2 separate regions of the Mus musculus genome follow, and region 1 is linked to region 2. The links are chromatin contacts, called in public Hi-C maps. All regions are on one chromosome and are shown on one strand. The core of a region is the stretch at or near the end of the contact, and the rest is flanking DNA. Distances in the headings are between cores, read along the strand shown.

Region 1 (7,637 bases), core at 4,486-6,985, 580 kb after region 2:
GATTGGCTCAGCTTAGAGAGACCCTCGCCAAACATCTGACCTCCACAAAAGTGATGGTTCTCATTAGTAAGATAGCAATCATTTGTGGTTCATTAGTGCAAAGAGGTATCAAGGGAGATGTCTTCATTCCACACTTCTGGGAGTGAAGAGGCTTGTAGACAGGAGAGAGTCATGAGGAACGAAAGACAGACCGTAGATGCCAGCATTAGTTATCAGTAATTGCAGAGGTGTGCCCAGTTAAACTCCTTCCAGCTTATCTCCTATGACGGCATCAAGGACTGTCTGGGCACGTGTGCCTGCAGTCATGCGTCCAATTAGCCACTGATCCCTTGTTTGGATATTCTTGGGGGAGGAAAGGGTTTAGTTTTCCCTTATAATTGTAGTTCATTACAAAGGGAAGCCAGGGCAGGAACTCAAGGCAGAAAGTGAAGCCATAGAGAAATACTGCTCATTGGCTGAGTCTCCATAGCCTGCTCAGCCCGCTTTAACAAAACAAACAAACAAACAAACAAAACCAGCCCAGGGTTGGCACTTACCCTCAGCGAGCTAGGCTCTCCCACTTGTATCATCAATTAGTAGATCGCCCCACAGGCGATCTGATGGGGGTGTTTTATCAATTGAAGTTGACATGATGACCCCAGCTTGTGACAAATTGACAGAGAACTAACCAGCACAAATGGATTACAATAACTAAAGGGGAGACATTGAAGCAAGAGGAGAGGTTGCTGGCCAGAAGAGGGGGGTCGTTAGGAATGGAAGGGGTATCGAGGAATGAACACTTTTAAATATTTCACAAATGTGTCTAGTATTATTTTAAAAAGCAATTTTTAAATGAAAAACGGACAAATAAGAAAAGAAAAGCAGAGGCAATTCGCTATGGGATGGAGACCTACAGGTTAACGAACTGAACGGAGGCCTGTGTGCCTTTAAGTGGCTTTTCCTTTGAGCACCCCTACTCTCTTTCTGGGAGAAGAAACTAGGCACAACAAAAGCTGAGAGACCCAGAAGTATTCATGTCAGCCATCTTTATGACATAAGATAGACATGCCCACGAATGTTCTAAACTTTCAATACATCTCCATTCCCCGAGCGAGGCATACGTAACCCCCACCCACCCACCCACCCACCGCAATGTATCAGCCATCTTTCTTTCTTGAGCTAGGACCTTGAAGTGAGCATGCTCAGTAGTGTGCATCTCAAACTGAGCAGGCTCGGGAATGTGCCCGCCGCAAACCGTTTTCCAAGAGGAGTTGTTGTCAGCTCCAAAAGTTTCCAATCTTCCTTTGTTAGGAAGGAGTCTGCTTTGGCAATGATGCCGTTGCTCTCTTTCCTTGGAGCGGGGGGGGGGGGGGGTGCGCGGGGAGAGGGGAGTGAATCTTCTCACCATAACTTCTGGATAAGCTTGGTTTGGCTTTGCCCTCCCCAAGAGGAAAACCCATCAGTTTAGGTATAAATGCAGCATGCATAGCACGCATCTTGTGCAAGCTTTTCTCCAGGAATAGCAAGAGAAAAGAATAAAAGCATGTGATTTTTATCTCCTTTTATGTGCATTCAAAAATACCAGAAGCCCATGAACAATTAATCAGATATTTCCTGGGGCAGCGGGGAAGAAGCTCGTGGAGGAGGTGGGTAAATATGGAAGAGGAGGGTGCTTTCACAATGTTCCTTTTTGATGTATTTTTGAATCCTGTGAATATGTTACCTATTCAAAATATTTTATTAATTTTTTTTTAAATAACAGGTTGAACAAGTTTCTCTAGGCCATACCCCGTGAATTCCAGACCTTGAGCTGACACGCTCTGAGATAGGCCTCTGCTGATTTCCCCACTGCCCCATTCCTGCCCTTTGGGTGCACCACAGCAAAAGAATTGTGGGTAGTAGAAGCTGGTGTCCGTGGAGGGCACGTCAGAACCTCTCTGTGCTGTTGCAAAGGCCACCGCTTCACTGTCATGCCCACTCCCTGGAGGAGTAGACATAGGTAGAGTGAAGCTGAGTCTGGGTTGAGATAAGAGTCAGCCAGGCAGAGGATTGGGCACACTAAACGGCCTGTTAACATCCTAAGGTTGCTGTGGCAACACAGCACAAGTCGGGATTCCCTCCAGAAATCTACTCTTTACTGTCTGGGACTGGAAGCATCAACAGAAATGTACGTACCCAGTCTGGGGAAGGTGGGACCTCTCTTACCTCATCTGGTTTCTCATTGCTGCAGACCCCTCTGCCTGGGCCCTCTGGCTTGCAGGATATGATTCTCGGGAGGACACTCCATCTTCACAGTTTTCCGTGCACGGCTGGCTCCACATGAGGTCTCTTCCCATAGACATCAATACTGTTGGGTTCAGAGCCCACCCTGTTCTGTCATGAGCTCTGTATAACTCTATCTGCAATGACCAGAGAAGGTCACTGTCCTGTTTCATTTTTTGTTGCTGTGATAAAAAATACTCTGAAAAAAGGCAAGCAATGCAAAAAATAAATAAAGTTGGGGGGATTTAGTTTAGAGTTCCAGGCTACAGTCCATACCTTTCTTTGTACAGAAGTTTAGATAACAGGAATGTGAGAGAATTAGTCAGATTCATGGTCAAGGTCAGAAGAAATAAATACATGTCTGTCTGATGTGTTCACTGTCCACACAGTCTAGGACTTTCTGAGTAGAGAATGATGTCACCCATAGTGTTCTGAGTCTTCCCACAGCAGTTAACAATCAAGACAATCCCTCATAGGCATGTCCACAGGCTAATCAGATCTAAAATGTCTCTCATCAAGTCTCCCTCTCCAGGTGATCCTAGTTGTGTCCAGTTGATAGGAGTAACCATTGAAGGTACATTCATAGGTGGGAGATTCAGGAACATGTCTCTTTGGAGGGCACAGCAGAACACATGACAAAGCGTAGCCTGGAAGTGTTGTCAGTTGGACTGAGTTACTGAGCTGTGTTTCACTGTTCTGCAATGCTGATTTGAAGGAACACAGACAAGGAATGAAGTGTCTGTCCTCGTGCCTCCTCTCAAGCAATTGGCGAAATAAAGATCTCAATTGCCTCCCATAAAAGTTGGTGAGACAACTGATATGTAACTAACCAAATCAAATCACCTGGCCCCCACAGGCTAAACCAAGGAAGGCATGGTATAGATACACCTGGACACACCCAGACATGGTAGAATGGTCGAACAAATAGTCTTCCGCTGGAGCTGTCTGGATCTTGAAAGATTGTGTTGCCCGAGAAACTCAAAAGCAATTCATAAAATGCTCTGAGACCTGCAGCTAAGCAAGGAGCTACTTATGGGCCCCATCATCATAAGACAGCAACTCTGCTTTTAGGGAAATAAAGAACTGTTTACTGCGAGCCAAATATGAGTGACTATGCCCTCAGAACACAAATTCAGGTTACCCTGAATGACAGATCCACCATAGAAAAAGTGATAAAGAACTTTTAGAGCCACAAGGGAAAATGTCATGTCAATACATTGTCCATTTACATTGGTCGGAGCATCAGTTAGGTGTGTGGCAGTGGACTGGAAACGTATCTTTTGTCGGCTTCAGGAGCCCTTGGTGGCATTAGCTTCAGGACTGGTGGGAGCTAGAGGTCAGCTTACCTAAGGGGCACATTCCAAGGAGTTGATCAGCACTTCATGAGGATGTTAGGTAGGTGACTTGACATTAAAGAGAGCCCTGTGTGGTTTGGACTTGGCACCTGCAGCTTTCCATAGCTTATGGTCGTGACATTCCTGTTGGCCAAGGTCAATTCATCTCTGGATTCTATCACACACAGATGCACATTCCTCAGTTAACCCCTGGGCTCAGTCCTGTGAGCTCACCGCTGAGTTTTAGAAACGCCTTAAACACTTTACGTTTTAAAGTGGAAGTTGCAGGAGCCTAAGCTCAAAGGCTGGGTTAGCTGGTCTTTACTTTGTTCTTCTCCACAAAACATTCTCCAATGACCTGTGGGACATGAGGCCTCTGCTTTTCTGACAAAGGTCAAAGGAGCAAGAAAGGTGAAAGGAGATACTTAGTGCCCCTAAGTTCCTGGATATCGGGGCTTGGTGGGTTCTGTGTACATGCAGCCAGAGAGGATGTAAACTCTTGAAGCAGCATACCAGATCCTCAGCTCTCTGCAATGGGAGGACCACACACACACACACACACACACACACGAAGACATGACTATGCATGCTTGTGTTTCATCAGAATAAAACCAGAACATCCCTGGCTACTGTAGCCATAATTAACCTGCTAGAGTCCCCTCACTACAACAGTGATGGGAGGATAAAACTGAGTTTCCTTCACACTAAAGACTGCAGTGTTGGCCACCCATGCTATCACTGTGCGTATCTTCACAGTGCCCCACTATCCAACTTTACAAACCTAGGAAGTATAAAGACAGCTGTCTTCTCCAGATGTGTGCCCAGGTCCCATGTAAGCTGGACAAGCCTTGTTCTTGAACCTACAAGCAAAAGTTTGGGGTCATCGACGGATACATGATCATAGTCTCTCTCTCTCGGATCTAACCATGATCTAGAACAGTCCTCATGATCCAAAGAAATCCTTCAATAAAAATGATTTACCATGTCCCTGCAAACAAAGATGGCAGCTACTACCTCAGCCAGAATCACAGTCAGCCCCAAGTCTTCGCTGACTTCTTCTGCTTAGTCACTTTGACTACTTAGCACAGACATCATGTGTGTCAATTTCACACGAGCTGTTCCTATCACAGAGAAAGGAGCCTCCATGAGATCCAGCTGTAAGGCATTTTCTAAATTAGTGATCAAGGGGGAGAGGGCCCATTGTGGGAGGTTCAACCCCTGGGCTGGTAGTCTTGGGTTCTATAAGAAAGCAAGCTGAGCAAGCCAGGGGAAGCAAGCCAATAAGCAGCATTCCTCCATGGCTTCTGCCTCCATTCGTGCCTCCAGGTTCCTGGCCTGTGTGAGTTCCAGTCCTGACTTCCTTGGTGATGAACAGCAACATGGAAGTGTAAACTGAATAAACCCTTTCCTCCCCAACTTGCTTCTTGGCCATGATGTTTTATGCAGTAATAGAAACTCTGACTAAGATACATCACAACAAAAGTTATATGGGAGCGCTAATATTTGGTTTTCTTTCTTTCTGCTCTCCAGTTAACACCAGCAAGGCCTTTTAGGCTGGCAATGAGTGACATGCTCAGGCCAGTCATGGCTGGGACTCCTGTTCACATGCAGAGGTCAAAGCTAGACCAACAGTCTGGCTTTCATTTCCCATTTTTCCAGATAAGCTCCCACCGCCAACCACACTACCACCCAGGGAACAAGAGGCACTGCACACAGGAAGTAGCATTTCCTGTAGCTGGACAGCTCTTCAGCCTCTCTCTTGGAGGGAACCTAATTTTCCAGGACTCCCCGCCCAGATACAGTCTTCCCCAGAACACTGTGTCCATCCAGAGAGCCATATGACAACAGAAACCTAACAGGACACCCTTTTGTCTTGCAAGAAGACCGCAACATATTCATAGGTATCGCTCCAAGGAATGCAGTTATCTGATCAGTCTTGGTAGCCCTAAAACTGTGGGTGGATTCGTCAGGGCCAGAGTCTGTCTTTCTGAATCTTGGTCCATCAGTCAGAACACAGACAGCTCCCAACATCCTCCAGGAGCTGGGATGTACAGAATCAGCTTGGAACCAATGGTGGAGACCCTGAGCTGGGAGATGGGCCGGTGCAGGAAGTTTTTTAAACGAGTTCCTGCCCAGTAACAAAGTAACAGAGAGGAAGTCCAGCCCTGCTTATCTCAGAGTGAGGAAGAGAAGATGAGCAGAGGCCAGCAAGCACAACAGGAGAGTCCCAGTCTCGGAAATGCTCCCGTGGCCACTGACAAAGCACAGTGTCTCATCCTGAGCACCCAGGGACATCGCTTCACCTCTCAGCAGAAGCACCTTAGTGGACATGGTCACTTTTCATGCTTGTAGGAATTAAATGAGGTGAGATGCAGCAGGCACCTGACAGCTAGACCTGAGTGAGACCTCCCTTCCCTTACCAACATGGAGGTCCGAGTCACTCATAGCCTTACGAAGTACAGTCAGAAGAAATCCAAGCTGCTTACTGAAGCTAAGTGCAGTGGAATCCGGTCCAGCTCCCACGGAGAGTGGTGTGAGCATGCAATCCCCTACACTGTGAGAAGGGGCCATTCTGTGAGATGGCGACTCCTCAAGGTCGTTACAACAAGAAGGCTAAATGGCTGCCTTTCAGAGGATGAATAGCCACCAATTCCTTCTAGATAATCAGACCAGTGTGTCTCAGCTGCAAAGTACCATGGCTTCCAGTGTTCTGTTCTCCCTACCAGCAGACATTAGGATGGGAGCCCTCTCTCCCCTGACACCTGACCCATTCTTGCCGGAAGACACGGCCTCTTGTAAGGAAATGAACTTGCCAAGACATAGACTGACTTTCTGCAACAATGAACATGCATGTAAAGTGTGGGCTGGACTGTCCCCCCCCCCCCTCAGTTTCCACAGACAATGCAGCAGTCACAGCGTGCAGTCAGGGCCCACATGCCTGCCTTCCATCTTTCATATAGATGTGCCACCTTTGATTCAACCCCTGTTTAAATCAAAACCTCTTGACCTTTCGCTTAAATAAAAGGCAATTGCCGGGCTGTCCCATTATGAATAACAAATAGGACCATTATTTAAGAGGCTGCGCATTCTAAGGAGCTGGGAGGCCATTTTTAGGAAATCTATGGCAGAGGATAGTCTAATTATAACCTAGGCTTATGTCGTGCTCAACCCCAAGATGTCTCAAAGCCCACTGTGGTTTTCTAACCACCTTCCTCCAGAAAAGAAACCATCAACAAAGAAACACACCACCAGTCAGGTGCATTTCCTGCCAGACAAAAATCAGCTCAGGGACATTTGAAATCGCACTTCCTAACAGTAAAAGCAACCGTGCCTGTGTCTTTGGACCAAAGCACTGACACTGTAATAACCCTCTTGGTAAAATAAACCTGGCCTAACATGAACTATGACCAGAAATCTTATGGGAAAGACACCTTGGGTGGAGCTTCTGGCTAAGCAGTGTCCTGTGGTGATTGAATGGAGTGACCCAAAAGATTAGATAAGTCAAAGCCCCGAAACTCAGACCTTGTGCCTGTTTGGAAATAAGCTCCATTCAGAAGTGAATAAGGCGAGGCCATGCTGAAGTGGCACTCGAGGAACCTTGGTCCACAGGTCTGTCAAGAGAGAAGGGAAACCATTCTGTTGGGACAGAGACACGGAGACTCCAGTACGGAGGTGGTAGCCAAGATGAGAGAGTAGAGCCTCTACGAGCCCAGAGAGGCCAGGGCTGGAGAAGTTGGAAGGAGCCAGGAAGGCTCTACCCACCCCTCAGGGGACCTGCTGCAGTGGCTTTGTTCTCAGACTCCTGACTGCAGGAGAGCCCAGTTCACACCAGGGTCATGGGAAATGTACACAGGCACGTGAGTGACATTCCATGGAAATTTCTAGCCTCCAATGAAGCAGAGAACAGAAGCCCTCACACATTTTCTTACGGCAGCACATTAGGTGACGTCAGCAGGGTGACTACGTGAGGAAAAAGGGCCACTTCTGCATCCTACCTCATTGGTCTCTTGGCAGGACATTCACACCTCTGTGCACCACTGCTGTGTGACACTGCTGTTTTGC
Region 2 (7,755 bases), core at 2,287-4,786:
CCTGTGGCCCCCAACTTGGCCAGCACCATCATCAGAGTCGCCGTCCTGTTCATAGTGGGATTCCTGGTGATTATGCAGACATTCAGCTGGCTATGGGTGGGCGTGCGCTTTATTTCTGGACTCTTGTTCTGTCTCCTTGTTCTCTGCATCTGTTTCTGTGTTAGTCCACACTGCTTTGTTACTGGGGCTTTGAAAGGTGTTTTGAAGTTAGTTTACAATATGCATAATGCCTCTGGCTGTGTGTTCTTTTTGCTCCAAGTGGCCTTAACCGGTCAAGGTTTGAAGTATGAAGTCATTTTGCCATGTTTGGGGGAGTAAAAATGTCTACCCCAAATGACTATGTGTATTTGAGGTCTGTTATGTGTTTATGTATCCCTAGGACTCCAAACTCACTTCCTATAAAGCAAGGCTAGCACCTCTGTTTCTTGGGGTCTGAGTTAGTGGGGTCAAAGGTGACCGTGCCCAACTCTGCTATAAACAAAGTATAATATTGCAAATTATATTTATCATCTGAACTGGCTAGTTTTGTGTCAACTTGACACAGCTGGAGTTACCACAGAGAAAGAAGCTTCAGTTGAGGAAATGCCTCCATGAGATCCAACTGTAAGGCATTTTCTCAATTAGTGATCAAGGGGGAAAGGCCCGTTGTGGGTGGGACCATCTCTGGGCTGGTAGTCTTAAGAGAGCAGGCTGAGCAAGCCAGTAAAGAACATCCCTCCATGGCCTCTGTGTCAGCTCCTGCTTCCTGACCTGCTTGAGTTCCAGTCCTGACGTCCTTGGTGATGAACAGCAGTATGGAAGTGTAAGCTGAATAAACCCTTTCCCCCTCAACTTGCTTCTTGGTCATGATGTTTGTGCAGGAATAGAAACCCTGACTAAGATATCATCCCTTATTTAATACTGTGTTAGCATCAAACCTTAGAAAGGCTCCACTTCGAGGACAGTTAGGATTCGCTAAGCACTGACAAGAGAGAAAAACTCACAGCACACTCAGAGGTAGATTGAAGCATTTCCTGAGGGTTATAGGAGCACTGGGGATCCTAGGAAAGCAAGAATTCATGCTGGGTGCACCTGCATGCATCAGAGGGAAACTGAGTCAGGTGTCAGGTGATGTGGAGAAATGCAATACGGAGCCACACTGGCAGCAGACACAGGAGTCTGTGAAGAGCCACACCGTCCTATGCTCTTGTGCTTGTCAAATCTCGCTTGATTGACTCTACACAGCTTTCAAAGCGCCCCTTTCCCCCTTAGGACTGAACAATGGCTTCTGTTTTCATACATCTCAGGCCCCTTGGTGAGAAACATTACGGTGCCCCCCTAAGAATTCTCTTTGTAGTGTAGAAAATGTATCTTAGTGCGTTTGAAGTTTAGTTTCTATAATTGTAACAGACAATACAGGTTTTGCAGTCTTGTTCAACATGCATTTTTTTTCAGAGCTATAAGCTTGTTACACCAAATGTAAATAGATTGGGCACAAAAAAAAAATTCATTACCTGTTCAGCATGGGAAACATTATAACCAACTCTTGGATACAAACCAGAAACTTGGACTAGGTTATTTAGAAATAGCAAATTACAAGTTGCTTTCCCAGGCTTGTATTTAAGGGTACCATGACAACTTCTGTTGACTGCTACCTAGGCTACAGATTTCACTAAGGATTTTGGGGCATTTGTTTTAAGCATGATTAATGTTTAATTAGTCTCTTCCAGTGTTTTACTCAGATTTGAAGTACATCTTATCAGATAAGAATAAACTTTCTAAAATTTATTTTAGGTTTTGAAACTAACATGAACCTGAGTAGCCGGGATGAACCCAGTTCATCAGAAATGGCTTCAGAGACTCAAGACAGAAACGCCAACAACCATGGGACTCAACTCTCCAGTTCCCTGTCTAGCGATGTGACGGCTGAAAATGGAAATCCTGTCACCAATGGTGAGCCTCTCTAAATGCAAGAGCCAGCAGGCCAAAGTTTTAAGCCACATGTACTTTGGAGGAAGAGTATATTTAACAGTTAAAAATGAAGTAGGCTTGGGCCGGAGAGATGGCTCAGTCGTTAAGAGCACTGACTGCTCTTTCAGAGGTCCTGAATTAAATTCCCAGCAACTACATGGTGGCTTACAACCATCTCTAATGGGATCAGATGCCTTCTTCTGGTATGTCTGAGGACAGCTACAGGGTGCTCATATACAGAAAATAAGTAAATAACTCTCTAAAATGTAAAAAAAAAAGTAAGTTTAATAGCTGGAGATAGAATGTAAGCTGCAAAGCTCTGCCTTGGGCATCACTGTCAGCATCCTACCGCTCAGGCAGAAGAGAGTAACTCACTCTCAGTATGATGACCTTTCGGAGGTTTGGTGGGATGCCGCTCTGCAGGAAGCAGCAGAAGGTGCTTCTTGTGCTGGGGAGAACATGAATGTCCAACCAACGTTGTAGAATTAAATGTTTTCACACAGCTAAGAATGTGAGAGGACGTCATACTGAGGGCCTTCAGAGGGCAGACTGGCTTTAGGTTATCAGGTGACTATCACTTAGAAACCAGCTGGGCTGCTACATCCGGGTCTATGCAAACAGATGTTTTCCCTGATATGGATTTAGTAGTGACTGATGGGAAAATCCAGCTCTTCTTTCCTGAGGGTGCCCAGAAGAGCCCTATGAGGCATCTCTGCTTACTCTGAAAAAGGTGGCCAGAGAGCTAATAGTCAAAGGCTGAGTTAGGGACCAGAGGCCACAATTCTCTTTATTGTTTCCTTTGCTTCCATGAAAGCCTGACTAAGGAGAGAAGACTTTATGGCAGCTTACGGTTGGAGAAGATACAGCCCACCATGCCATGGAAGCCATTGGTAGTGGGAGGTGAGGTGGCTGGTTCCATTGTTACAGCAGCCAGGATGAGAGGGAGAGATGTCTGCTGGTCCTTGGCTGGCTTAATAATTTTTCCTTCTTATTTAGCTCCAGAACAGAGTGTCACCCACATTCAGGGTATGTCATCCTTCCTCTCTTAAGCCTTAATAGAATCACCATCCTAAGTGATGCTACATCCATTCACGCTGATGTCAAAAGCAACCATGACAGCCACACTAGCCCAGCAAGGCAGCCTAAATCTTAGGCTCTCCTCCTGGGGACCTTGGGAACACTGGAAAAGCCTAATTCTCTGATAGCAGACTAAGTCCAGGATTCACTAAGGCCACTGAGGGGGGTGGAACTGAGATGTAGCCATCACAGAATCAGTTGTACTAGAACCAGGACCATGGGTTAGCTAAGGCTCCTCTGAATCTCCAAGTTGGGCTGAGGCCATAACATCCTTAGGCTCCTGGGGAAAACCTATGTAAATCTGTTCCAAAGGACAATAAAAGACTAGGCCGGTTAATATGATCACAAACCAAAAGACACAGCACACAATGAAGACTTATAAGACCTATGAGCACAAAACTCAGATGGAAAAATCAGAGACAGAACTGAATTGGCAGTCACAGTTTACTCATAAGAGCTTAAAAGGTCAGCGCAGAGAGACACGTGCCTTAGAGGAAGTGAATAAAAGCAGAAATTCCATCTGAATGGGAACTTGACTGCCCAACAGAAAATGGAACACACATCACAGCAAAGCCCATACAGGGTGATGTTGAATTTGACCAGAGAGTTGTTTAGGTGGGCAATAGGCAGGTAGTCTCTACAGAAAACCACATGGGATTGGAGGAAATGATGGGGGCATGCACCCAGCTCAGTGGGAAAGGTGGTGGGGTTCTGGAGAAAGAGGTGGTGATTAACCATAGAAACGTGTGCTAGTTTCCCAGCCCTTGTGAAAGCATCCAGGCATCGGCCCAACTTGGTTTGTTATAGAGCCCAGCAAACTCTTCCTGTATAACCCAGACATGAGCAGTGTCAATACAAGCACTGAGAACAGATGCTCTGTACACTTAATTCATAATCCATAAAGCTTAAAATAAATTTAGCACTCTCCAAACTAGTGAGCAGATGTCTCATTATCTATTGTCATGTGAGGAGTTACTCTCCCTTCTCCCAATTTTGAGAGTTAATACAACAAACGGGGATTATTTTGGATCTGCTAAGGGTCTTCTAAAACATCCCAGTAAGGAGATCCCAGGAGAGAGAAGGCTGAGTCCCTCACCAGAAGCAGAGCTGTCTTGGGGAGGACTTGGGCTTCCAGGGAGCGCCCCATGTGCTTGACTTTGAGTAGTCACAGTCCTGCAGATCAAACAACAAATACATTAGAGAAGGAGGAAGCAAGGTAACTCTTTAACCAAATATTTCATCTGTTTTGTTTTTAAAAAATCATCAAAACATAAAAGTTACAACTTAGGAAATGGTCGTAGGTAGATTCAATCAAGGTGACTCAAATCTCTCAAGGCAGATTGACTGGTGGAAGCTGATGAATTTTTACAAGCACCATGACTTCCTGGCCCATGGTATTTTCTCATATCAATGCAGTTCCAGGACCTGTGTGTTAGAGTCTCAATAAGCATGTGCCCATTGAAGAAACACTACTACTTGCAAATGAACCACTAATTGCTAGGTAGAGAGCCAGAAAAATCCAGTCCTCAGTGTTACAGAGCCATTTCCACACATGTAGCCTGTGGCTTGCTTATTACCACAGAACCTCGAGAGAAGAACAAGATTTTATTCGATTTTATTTTGTTTTATCTTGTAAGTGGGGTTGGGGGATGGGGATACCACATGTGTGAAAGTACCCAGGGAGGCCAGAAGATGACATCAGATATTCTGGAACACCACACCCTTTAGCATAGTGTCATACTGCCCGGGTTCAAACTCCAAACCCGATGCAATAATATCCAAACATAGGACAAAGGTCCTTAACCTTTCACCTTCCAATTTTCTCCTATTAAAAAGCGTGATGCAAGACTATGCCAGGACTTTTACAGGGAACCTAGTAGATGGGCCTAACCCCAAAGTTAGTGTTTGGTCAACACTACCTATTCACAAGCTGTGAGCCTCTCAGTGTGGAACCTGGGAACTCAGCTAGGGTCCTCTGGAAGAGCAGCAAGTGTTTTAAGCCACTGAGCCATCTCTCCAGCCCCGGGGGATCAATTTTGTTGCGGATTTATCATGCCCATGCCCAGGGTATAGTCAATGTCCATTCTAAAGAAAGCACCAGAAGCAAGTAAATATTTAAAATAATTTAAAGTTCTGGATGAGGCAGAAATAGCACTATTTTCTAGGAAATGATTTCTTTGGAGTGCCAGGATCTGCGTGCTACCTCTGTTTCCCAGAAATAATTATGTTTGCTCATTTGCTGAAATACAGTTATGTGTGGCTAATTATAGCGATCACTTACTTTAATTGCATCCTTTCGCTGATGTGAACACAGACTTGGATACTTTTTTTTTTTGTACTTAATTATTCCCTGGACTTGTGGTTATTTATTATTACATTCGAGAGCCGCCTTTGGTGTTAGGACGCTTCAGCTATATCAAACAAAAATATTGTCAAGATAAAGATGTTTATTTTGTGGCAAAGCAGAGAAATAAAAAAAGTTCGAACTAGGACATTCTACGGTCAGTATGATTTTCTCTCTCGCTACTCAATGGATATGCATTTTATTGCTGAGCATCAGGAAAAATGGCAATTAAAGATGGAGTCATTACATTTGAGTTTACATTTATCTCTCTTCTGTTTATATGCATTATATTCACTCTCTGTGTGTAGTCTGGGTTATCTGCTCCAGGAGGAGCTGGATAAGGAGGAAGAACTGCTTGTTGATCTCAGCATTGTTCCCTTTGTCTGGAACTGAGGGACATCAGGACCAAGTCACACAGACCTGGGGTTAGCAGAGTGTGGCTTCTGTCACACATGCCTCAAGAGCTGGCATCTTGGGGTAGGTTTCCATCAACTACGTGATAACACACCTTCTCCATCTTTATGTCTGAAACTGGCCAGATCCCTCGGTACTCGCACTGTTGTCTGGTTCTAGTCCCAAGAGCCAGAGTGAAGCAAGCATGCAAGCCTCTACTTCCCAGTCGAAGAGCATTGCAGTTGTGTGCACTGAGAGGCAGGGGGGCCTTTGCCGGGGAGGAGAGCTCCTGCCTTATCTGCCAAGCCCTGCTGCACTCTTTCTGATCAGAGGCATTTTGAAGTCATACCGAGTCATCTCTAGTTTGGACTTTGTTTCATTAAATGTTCTTACTGGTGTTGGGAACTAGGGGTTGAAAACAGGTCAACTGGGATTATGCTTTGCCATCCTTCCTGGGGCTTAAGGCATCATCCTGCCAGGATGCAAAACCAAGATCTGACATATTAGCACCTCAAACATGGGCATGATCTTTAAGCTTTCACTTCTCAACCTGAAAAAGGAATGAGGCAAACTGCTCTGTCAGAACTTATATGGGGAATCTAATAGGGCAGCACTAGTCCAGGCAGTGCTCGGTCTACAGTGCCCATTCACTCAGTCAGCAGTACCCATTCACTCAGTCAGCAGTACCCATTCACTCAGTCAGCAGTACCCATTCACTCAGTCAGCAATACCCACTCAGTCAGCAGTACCCATTCATTCAGTCAGCAGTACCCATTCACTCAGTCAGCAGTACCCATTCACTCAGTCAGTAGTACCCATTCACTCAGTCAACAGCACCCATTCACTCAGTCAGCAGTACCCATTCACTCAGTCAGCAATACCCACTCAGTCAGCAGTATACCCATTCATTCAGTCAGCAGTACCCATTCACTCAGTCAACAGCACCCATTCACTCAGTCAAAACAGTGCCCATTCACTCAGTAGTTGTACCCATTCACAACATCTTGGAGCTTTTCTAAGTTTGCATGGAGGAGCCATGGGGGTTATAAGTGAAACAGACAAGGAGCATGTTGGTGAATTGAATTTCCTGGACCGTGCAGGCTGTAATCCTATAAATAGCCTGGAGCAACCCAAGTGTACATCCTGCCTGGTCCAAAGTTAGTAGAAACACATTGAACAAGGCCAAAGCATGCACAACTCCAGAGATCAAGGGTGGACATAAGGTTTTGAGTCAAATTCTCTACACAAATTCAAAGATCTTGTAATGGTTTCTCCATCTTTTCTGTATTGAGAAGCAAATGAAGTTGCTATAACCCACATGCGTTTTCTTGGAATGATTAGTGAATGTGAGCATACTTATTGTCTACTGGTCATGTATGCTACTTCTTAGTTTTCGATGTGTGTTCTATGTCCATTCCCCCCATACCCCCAATCTTGATTGAAAGTCCTTTTACTGTGTGTATGTTTAAACATACTGAGACTTTTATTTAATGTACTTCAGTATTTTATGTTGTTCTTACATTTTTGCTTTAGTTTGTGATGTTTTAAGTATATATTCATTTTAGTGTTCATAATCAGAACTTTTAATCTATGTTTCCTGCAATGCTTGGTGACTCTGGTGACATTTTTAGATAATTTTACTTAAAAAGGATATTATTTCTATAACGATCCCTAAACCTTGGGGGCAAGGGATGTGATATACATGTCCAATTTAGAGCTGGATACTCTGTACTCTCTTAGTCTCTGTACCTTGATCAGTCATGGGTCTGTGTGATAATGACCATCTACTTCAAGAAGAACCTACTCTTTTGAGAGGCAAGCAATGATCTGCGGGCATAGCAATGGGTCCTTTAGAATTGTTTCAGTGTTTCCTTAGCTGAAGAATGGCAGTAGGTTCCCCTCTAAGGCCTATGACCTGTCTAGACAGTACATAAAGACTTCATATTGGAGGCAATGGGTAACCTCAGGAGACAGTGTCTTCTGGACATTGT

Evidence for each region. A called contact is a pair of places that touch in the nucleus more often than the background predicts.
Region 1: a contact with region 2 is called in a Hi-C map of bone marrow-derived macrophages, with 18 read pairs. The contact joins two enhancer-like sites. A contact is called at or near these places in 9 of 39 promoter capture datasets (the C10 cell line, the HPC-7 cell line, cranial neural crest and 6 more), 20 of 484 Hi-C or Micro-C datasets (B cells, CD4 T cells, the N1E-115 cell line and 12 more) and 15 of 115 datasets of contacts at active chromatin or transcription factors (bone marrow-derived macrophages, cardiomyocytes, craniofacial prominence and 11 more).

The regions. Positions count from the first base shown.
Region 1 is chr8:11,174,821-11,182,457 of GRCm38.p6, forward strand. No RefSeq gene overlaps it. Among named protein-coding and RNA genes, the nearest start is that of Gm15418, 9.1 kb to the right of the region's middle. Within about 2 kb of position 5,736, at least 25 of the 459 cell types and tissues checked have an H3K27ac peak or open chromatin away from gene starts, as enhancers often do. A contact at or near this core is called in bone marrow-derived macrophages, where this site is marked.
Region 2 is chr8:10,593,010-10,600,764 of GRCm38.p6, forward strand. It overlaps Myo16 (myosin XVI), which reads left to right. Exons shown (of 35, transcript NM_001319151.1): 33 at 1,774-1,932. Among named protein-coding and RNA genes, the nearest start is that of Gm32330, 76 kb to the right of the region's middle. Within about 2 kb of position 3,537, at least 4 of the 459 cell types and tissues checked have an H3K27ac peak or open chromatin away from gene starts, as enhancers often do. A contact at or near this core is called in bone marrow-derived macrophages, where this site is marked.